Linked DNA regions of Arachis hypogaea: regions 2 and 3 are each linked to region 1. A link is a contact called in public Hi-C data. All regions are on one chromosome and are shown on one strand. Each heading gives the region's core, a stretch centred on a gene start, on an enhancer-like site or on the middle of the called end of the contact. The rest is flanking DNA. Distances are from core to core; before and after follow the strand shown. Region 1 holds the start of LOC112720677. Region 2 holds the start of LOC112720681 (26S proteasome regulatory subunit 6B homolog). Region 3 holds the start of LOC112720675 (protein phosphatase 2C 29).

Region 1 (2,563 bases), core at 35-2,534:
TAATCACATCAACACTTAAAGGAATGACGTTCATGCTAATTGCTTAAAAATGAAAAACAAATAAAAGTATGAAACTCTCATTATTCTTCCCGAAAGAAAGCCATGTCCAAATAAACTTCATCTGAATTTTCTTCCCCAACAAAACAGTTTAGCAAAACAATTTAGGGATTTACAGTAAAACTGTAGGATATTTTAATCCCGAAAGCTCCAGAATTTGCTGGCTATTGAATGAACTCGGCCAAAGGCTTTTCTCTGTAGTCAGGAACTCAAGCAAGCTTGCAAAGCAATTGGCACAACTTTTGATCATGGTACCAGTGCCACAAACGCACTTTGATATCATTTTCTTCAGCTATAATTTCTGGTGGAGAATTCATATTTTCACACACACATTCTGAATTCTAGAATATATGCTGCCACTTCAACTAACCATGTCCCTAACTATTAAGTATTAATGCCTGTTAGTGTTCATCCGTCAGGGTTTTTTTTTTGGCCATCTACACTATTCCTGTTGTAGCCCACTAGACATGTGATTACTCTTCTATGTTTAGTTCACAATGCCCCAGCAAAAAAGATAGGGAAAATTTTGAAAATTAAGATTAAACACCGAAGGAGCCATCTCGTATCATATAATATCATATCATATCATATCATAGAGCAGCCACTTCCTAAGTCCTACTTCAAACGAACATCATTTTTTTTTTATTTTTTCCAAATTAACTTAAACCACTTGTGTATTGTGCATGTCTATAGTCATAATCCTCGGAATTTCACAGTTCACGCACAATCATGAAAACAAAAAGTACAATTCTCCCTACAATCATGCGTAATTGACAACAAACGTTACAAGAAAAAAAACCCTAGAATTTGAAATTGGAGTGAGAAGACTGTTGTACCTTGATGGAAGATGGAACGAGAAGGCGAGAGGGGCGAGCGGGACCAATAGTCTTGAGGACAACTTCAACCTTATTAACGTTAGGGTTTGAATCTTCTACAATGTTATGCCGATCCATTTTCTTCTCCCTGTAATAGTTAATATCTTCTTCTTCTAGTGGTCGATCATCTCTCTCTCTCTCTCTCTCTCTCTCTCTCTCTCTCTCTCTCTCTCTCTCTCTCTCTCGGTGTCTCCGGCAACCCAAAGCAGCACGTGAACGAACTTCGATGGAGGACGCAGACGTGCACTCTTAGATTTTTTTTTTTTGGTATTTGCAGTCTCTTTTTTTTTGGGTCAGGGGTATTTCCAGTCTTAGATGTTACGTCAGATTATCACATCACGCAAAGCAAGCTCGTCTCAATAGCCCAACTTCGCAGACTTATAACTTGATTAAGCCCATTCTCAAATTATTGTTTTTGCGCTTGATATGGGACTCGAGATAAAACAGAAAGCCACCGATTTTCTACGCTCTTGAGGTCCACAAAATTTAAGTGTGTTTGGATTAATATTTGTAAATGGATGTTAATATACATGTATTTTTATAGGCAATGAATAATAGCTCAAATGGCATAGTCTTTCCATACTCAATTAAAAGGTTGCGAGTTCGAGTCTCCTATCTTTGGTAAAAAAAAAAAATACATGTATTTTTATAAAATTAATTTCGATAAAAATTAGATTGGTATCAATATAATTTGTGTTTGGATATTTTTTTTGTCAAATATGCTTTCGAAAAAATAAATCATGTTTGGATTATATTAAAATATAAAATTATTAAGGTTTAATTATTTTGTTAGTCTTTATAATTTTACTAAATTTTTAATTAAATTTATATATATTATATATAAATTTAATTAAAAATTTAGTAAAATTATAAAGACTAACAAAATAATTAAACCTTAATATATATATATATATATATATATATATATATATATATATATATATATATATATATTTTAATTAGGTCTCTATAAATTTTATAACTAAATCCCTACTCTATAAGAACAGACAAAATAATTAAACCAATTATTAAAAACGACATAATTTATATCATTTTTTATATTATTTATGCAAAAGATAAATATTATTAATTATAAATTTTAAAAATGTAAATATTATTATATAAATATAATATGTTAACCAAAATATATTTAAATAATAAATATTATTATATGATTTGAAAAACAAAAAATTTAAATATATGTAACTATGAGAAAATATAAAATAAATATGACATTATGTGTTGTGCAAATTAGCATATATAATAAGATAATTAGGAGAATAATTTTTTTGTGTGTATTGTAATAGTTCAAATATGTATATAAAATAATGTGTAAATTAAAATGCCTAGTAGTTTTCATATCCTATGCAGCATTTTGTTTTTGAGATTCATTGTTAGTTATTGTTCTAATTTTGTGTAAATTAAAAAAAAATTATAATCTAAAAAACCATAAAAAATCCAAGAACATCAGCAACACAATCTAATTTATTTATTTATTTTTAAAAACAATTGTAGCTTATAAGTATAAAAATTATTTCTGATAAAATATCTATTTTTATTATTATAAAAAAAGATTGAATTTATACCAATAAAAAATCTATTCAAATTGATAGGTAATAAAAAAAATTATG
Region 2 (2,563 bases), core at 24-2,523, 210 kb after region 1:
TCGCAGAAACCATGAAATCCCTATCACGGTTTCTGGCCAAATGCGTTCTCAACATAAACCATGGTACTTCACTAGCGGTTTATGTGTTTTCTTTACATAAATTTGTAAAAAGTTATATTTTCATATCCAAACTACAAAAGTTGTATTTTGTTAATTTTAGATCCCAAATATTTTAGTTTAGTAATTTGCCCACAATAATACGTAATAATATGTAAATCATATTTATTACATATATAAATACATAATAAATGATATAGCAATGTTATGTACCCTTGAAACTTGATATCCTAAATACTTAATTAATGTCGCTACATATTGTTCTGTGCTAGTTATATTATATAGAGTTAAGTTTCACTTTATTCTTTGAAATTAGCGAGTTATATTGATTTAATTTTTTATTTTTTAATTGTTATAATTTAATCCCTTAAATTTAAAAAGATGCACTAATATAATCTTTTACGTATTTTTTGTTATTGGAACTCAATGCTGTTAGTGACGTGCCACAAGCTTTACCACCCTAGACATATTAAAACGACGTTTTGGCGCTAAAGAATGCATTAGACAAAGAATTTGATTATGATAAAATTGTCCAAATCCTCAAATAATTTTGTTTAATGTCTTTTTTAGTGCCAAAATGTGTATGACGTTATTTTAATATGTTTAGCGTAGCAAGACTTGAGTCACATTACTAACGGTGTTGAGTTTCGATGACAGAAAATACACGAGAGATTATATTGGTGTATTTTTTAAATTTAGAGAACTAAATTATAGCAATTAAAAAGTTAAAAACTAAAAGTGCAACTCATCGATCTCAGATTCAAAGTGGGGCTTAACTCAGTTATATATGTTTTTTTTAATTACTTTTTATTAAAATAATAAAGAATCTAGGAAACAATATAAACTTAATTTCCTTTTGATTACCAAATTAATTGATTTATCTAGCTAATTGATAAAAAATCATACAACCAATTCTATTAATCAATGAAACCGTTTTTCTTTTTAAAACCAGTAGGTTTAATATAGTAGATTTTAATTAGAGATTAAATTAAGATTTACAATAATAATTCAACTCTAAAATTTGAATTTAATAAATATAAATAAATAATAGTTGATCAAATATACCATAAAGATAAAATATACTTTTTTGGATTATTTTATCTTATTTTTTGGTTAACTCTTACTTACTTTGCTTCAATTCTTGAAGTTTCCAAAAACAGGCCAGGCCCAAATTATCAGTTCTCATTCGTATAGCCCAAAACGAAAAGATCAGTAGGGTCATATTCGTCTTCTCATCTCTTTTCCTCCCACAACAAGAAACCACAAAAAAATAGCACCGAACGAAACCCTTCTCCCCCAAATTCTCCATTCTCTTTTCACTCCAATCCAATACAATCCCTTCTCTCTCTCTAATCGACAACGCAAACTCCACCATGGGTTCCTCCGCGATGGTTCTCGAACCTAAACCCTCTTCAGAGCCACCACCGTCTCTCCCATCGTCAAAATCCGACTACCTCCTCGGCGGTTACGGCATCGACTCCGCCGCCTCCGACGAAGACGACCTCTACAGCCGCCTCAAGACTTTGCAGCGCCAGCTGGAGTTTATCGACATCCAAGAAGAGTACGTCAAGGACGAGCAGAAGAATCTGAAGCGCGAGCTCCTTAGGGCTCAGGAAGAAGTGAAGCGGATCCAATCGGTGCCGCTAGTTATTGGACAGTTCATGGAGATGGTTGATAGGAATAACGGTATCGTTGGATCTACAACTGGATCCAACTACTACGTGAGAATTCTCAGCACGATCAACAGAGAGTTGTTGAAGCCTTCAGCTTCTGTGGCTCTTCACCGTCACTCCAACGCGCTTGTTGACGTGCTTCCTCCTGAGGCTGATTCCAGCATCTCGCTACTTAGCCAGTCTGAGAAGCCCGACGTCACTTACAATGTAAGCGTTTTTTTTTTTTTTTTTTTCTCCTTCTCTGATTAGGGTTTTGCTTTGGTTTAGAAAGAGTGCCAAAATGAAATGTTTGGGTTTTGGTTAAAGAATATGGATACTGCAGTTATGGGCTGGTTTGCAGTGACGGAGGATGCTATAAATATTAAATTGTTTCATTGGTTAGGTTTTCGGTTTTTTATTCCCCCTTTTGCTTAACGTGAAAAGAGTGGAAAGTTGGAAGTTAGGGATTTTTGCTTCTATTTTTTTATGATTGTGATTAAAATTTTCTAGTTGCTTTCAATTGAGGTTTATTTGGGAATACTTGCACCTAGAGAGAGTATGATTATTGTGAGGAAGATGTCAGTTTGGTGTGATTCTTCTATTGGTATGTCTTACATGCTCCTACTGCGGTTCCGTTTTTGTTCTGACATTTGGAATTTTCGCATTCTAATATTCATATTTGCGAGTCTCTTTTCTCTGTTTCTTTTGTTCTGTTTGAGACCGACTTGATAGTACCAAATAGCAGCAATAGGCTAATAATCCAAACTCTTAGATGTCTATCCCATCATTATATGCCATGTTTGGGAATACTAGCAAAAGAGAGTGTGGTTCAGAAATGTGGAACATACAAATTT
Region 3 (2,563 bases), core at 37-2,536, 180 kb before region 1:
GTGGCGGCGCCGGAATTAAGCGGCCCGGAGAGCGCACCGCTCTCGATTGGTCCCGAGAGGAAGAACCCTCCTCCCCTCTCGAATGTTCCAGAAGGCTCTCCACCGCGAGGAACCGGCTGGAGCGGTAGCGCGCTAAAGGACGACGTACTCTCGAAACCGTTGACAACGGTCCCTCCTCCTAATCCAGCTGCTCTGTTACCGGAACAGTCGGTGGCCTCTTCTTCTAACTGAATAACTGTCTTGGGAACGGAGCTGTTGGCACTAACGGAGGCTCCCGAAATGGCCTTGAAAGCAGTTTCGGGTGGGTCGGGCCGGGTTCTGTGGATCGGGTCGTGAGTTGGAGAGAAACGGAGTGAGGCAGAGGGGGAAACGAAGCGATCGGAGTGTGTTGGCGAGAGGAATCGGTTGGAGGATCTGACATAGCAGAAGGAATGGCCGAGAGTTTCGTCAAGCGGTTCGGTGGCGGCGAAGATCACGTCGTTGTCGAGGTCCGGTTGGTTCGGCGCCGGTTCGAGGCAGGAACACAAGGTAGAGACTCCACTTCCCATCACATTTGAGTTGCGCCACCGTTTTGTGTTGCTCTCTCTCTTGATTTCTTGTCTTGTCTAGTGCTTTCCTTTTTTGGTGGCTGGTTTTGTGTTTGGGTGGGGGGAAAATCAGGAGGATTTTCCGGCTGAGAGAGAGAGGGAGAGAGGGAAAAGACCCCAACTCCTCTAACTCTAATCCAAAACTAGTTAAAGGAACGGTCCAAGAAAAACAAAAAGGAAGCTGAGTGAGAGAGTGGGAAAGTGGAGAAAAGAATACAAAACCAAGAAAATATGAGTATAGAGGGAAGAAGAAAATAAAGGTCCCAGGGTTGTGTTTTTCTTTTCTTCATATATTTCATTTATGTTATATATACAGATATGGATTTAGCTAAAATTAAAATATTATAAGTATTTAAACAGGGTTTTTATTTTCTTGTTACATAGTGCTTTATAATTTTTCATTTATAAAAATCATTTTATATTATGGATTTTGATAATAAATATTTTGAATAATGTAAGTAAGAATTTTTATTTTTAAGTTATTTTTTAAACATTAGCATTGGTAATAAGATTTAGTAGCTTATTTAAGTTAACTACTTAAACATATTAGCACTTAAAAACTTGATCATTTGTATGTGTATTAGTAATAATGTTTTTGACAGTTTGAGAAGGAGAAAATGCAGGGGAGAAAGAGAGAAGGGAAGGGGGACAAGAGTGTTTTTGTGTGAGTTGAAATTTGAAGGAGATTTGTCCCTTTTGTGGCGTTTTCAAATGTTTTTTCTTTTCATTATGATTGTGGTCTGGTACGAAGGATATTGAGTATTGACACGGATAATATTGAATATGATAAGATCCGAGATATATTGACACGTTATTTTTAAAATTTTGTTTATATATTTATAAAAGAAAATTTTAGGAATCAATTAATAAATTCGCATAATAGTGATTCAACATTTCAGCTATAAACAAAATATAAAAGATACATATTAGTCACTTAATAAAATATTTACGAATTTTATAAATATATTATAAACATATTTTAATATTTTATTACTATTAATGTAGAAATTAATTTTTTTTATTAATTTTAATCTCCTTTATTATATATAAAAATGTCTATTTATAATGTATATTACTTTTAAACTTATTTTAAAAATATAAATCAAAAATAAAGTTAGCATGCAACACATAATCATATTTAGGGATGACAATAGAGTTTTATAGCATATCTTTTTTTATTTTCTATTTTTATTTTATTTTTATGTTTATTATAGTATCTAAAAAATATTATCTAATTGTTAAAATAGGTTAAATAATTAATTTTAAAAATATAAGTTAAAAATTTTTAAATATTTTAAAATTACTATAAAAAATAATTTAAGCAAAAGTTAGACATCAAACAAAAGCCACTATAGAATTGACTTTTTATTTTTGTCACAAATCTTTGTTTATTTTTTTCGTAGAGAAGACGGATATTTACAGGTATCTATAAATATTAAGTTTTAAAAAAAGTTTAAAAAAATTAATACAACTATAATAAGATCTAATATAATTCAACCAAATATATCAAATTAAAACATAATCTCAATACAAATTCAACATAATTAATATACATACAACAAAATTTGTAATACATAAATTAAAATAAAATAAAATAAAAAATTTTCCAAAAATATTAGGAATAAATTAGGATTATATATATATGTATGTATGTGAATGTTAGATTCTAATATAACTATATTAGGGTGATTATATTGTTTTAAAAAGTGTTATTAAAATTAAAATAACATTTTTTTATTGTTATGGAGTATGTATGTGATGGATTCTATTATAACTATACTATAGTGATTATAATATTTTAAAAAATGTTATTAAAATTAAAATAATATTTTTTTATTATTAAATAATTATATGTTATGTGTAAATTTTTTTTTTGTAAGAATTTTTTAACTATCTTTTAGTCCTTCCATCACGGATAATTTCTGTAAATATCTGTAAATACATGTGGGTGCGAGTTTTTTTGTCCTATGGTTATG

The links. A called contact is a pair of places that touch in the nucleus more often than the background predicts.
Region 2: a Hi-C map of leaf shows a contact between it and region 1, with 1.9 times the contacts expected there. The contact joins the promoter of LOC112720681 here to the promoter of LOC112720677 in region 1. A contact is called at or near these places in 2 of 8 Hi-C or Micro-C datasets (both in leaf).
Region 3: a contact with region 1 is called in a Hi-C map of leaf, with 5 times the contacts expected there. The contact joins the promoter of LOC112720675 here to the promoter of LOC112720677 in region 1. A contact is called at or near these places in 6 of 8 Hi-C or Micro-C datasets (leaf and an unstated tissue).

Annotation. Positions count from the first base shown.
Region 1 is chr11:35,602,665-35,605,227 of arahy.Tifrunner.gnm2.J5K5, forward strand. It overlaps LOC112720677, which reads right to left and starts at 1,285. Exons shown (of 7, transcript XM_025771711.3): 1 at 894-1,285. The coding sequence starts at 1,010.
Region 2 is chr11:35,815,960-35,818,522 of arahy.Tifrunner.gnm2.J5K5, forward strand. LOC112720681 (26S proteasome regulatory subunit 6B homolog) reads left to right here and starts at 1,274. Exons shown (of 6, transcript XM_025771713.3): 1 at 1,274-1,937. The coding sequence starts at 1,431.
Region 3 is chr11:35,424,811-35,427,373 of arahy.Tifrunner.gnm2.J5K5, forward strand. It overlaps LOC112720675 (protein phosphatase 2C 29), which reads right to left and starts at 1,287. Exons shown (of 4, transcript XM_025771709.3): 1 at 1-1,287. The coding sequence starts at 548.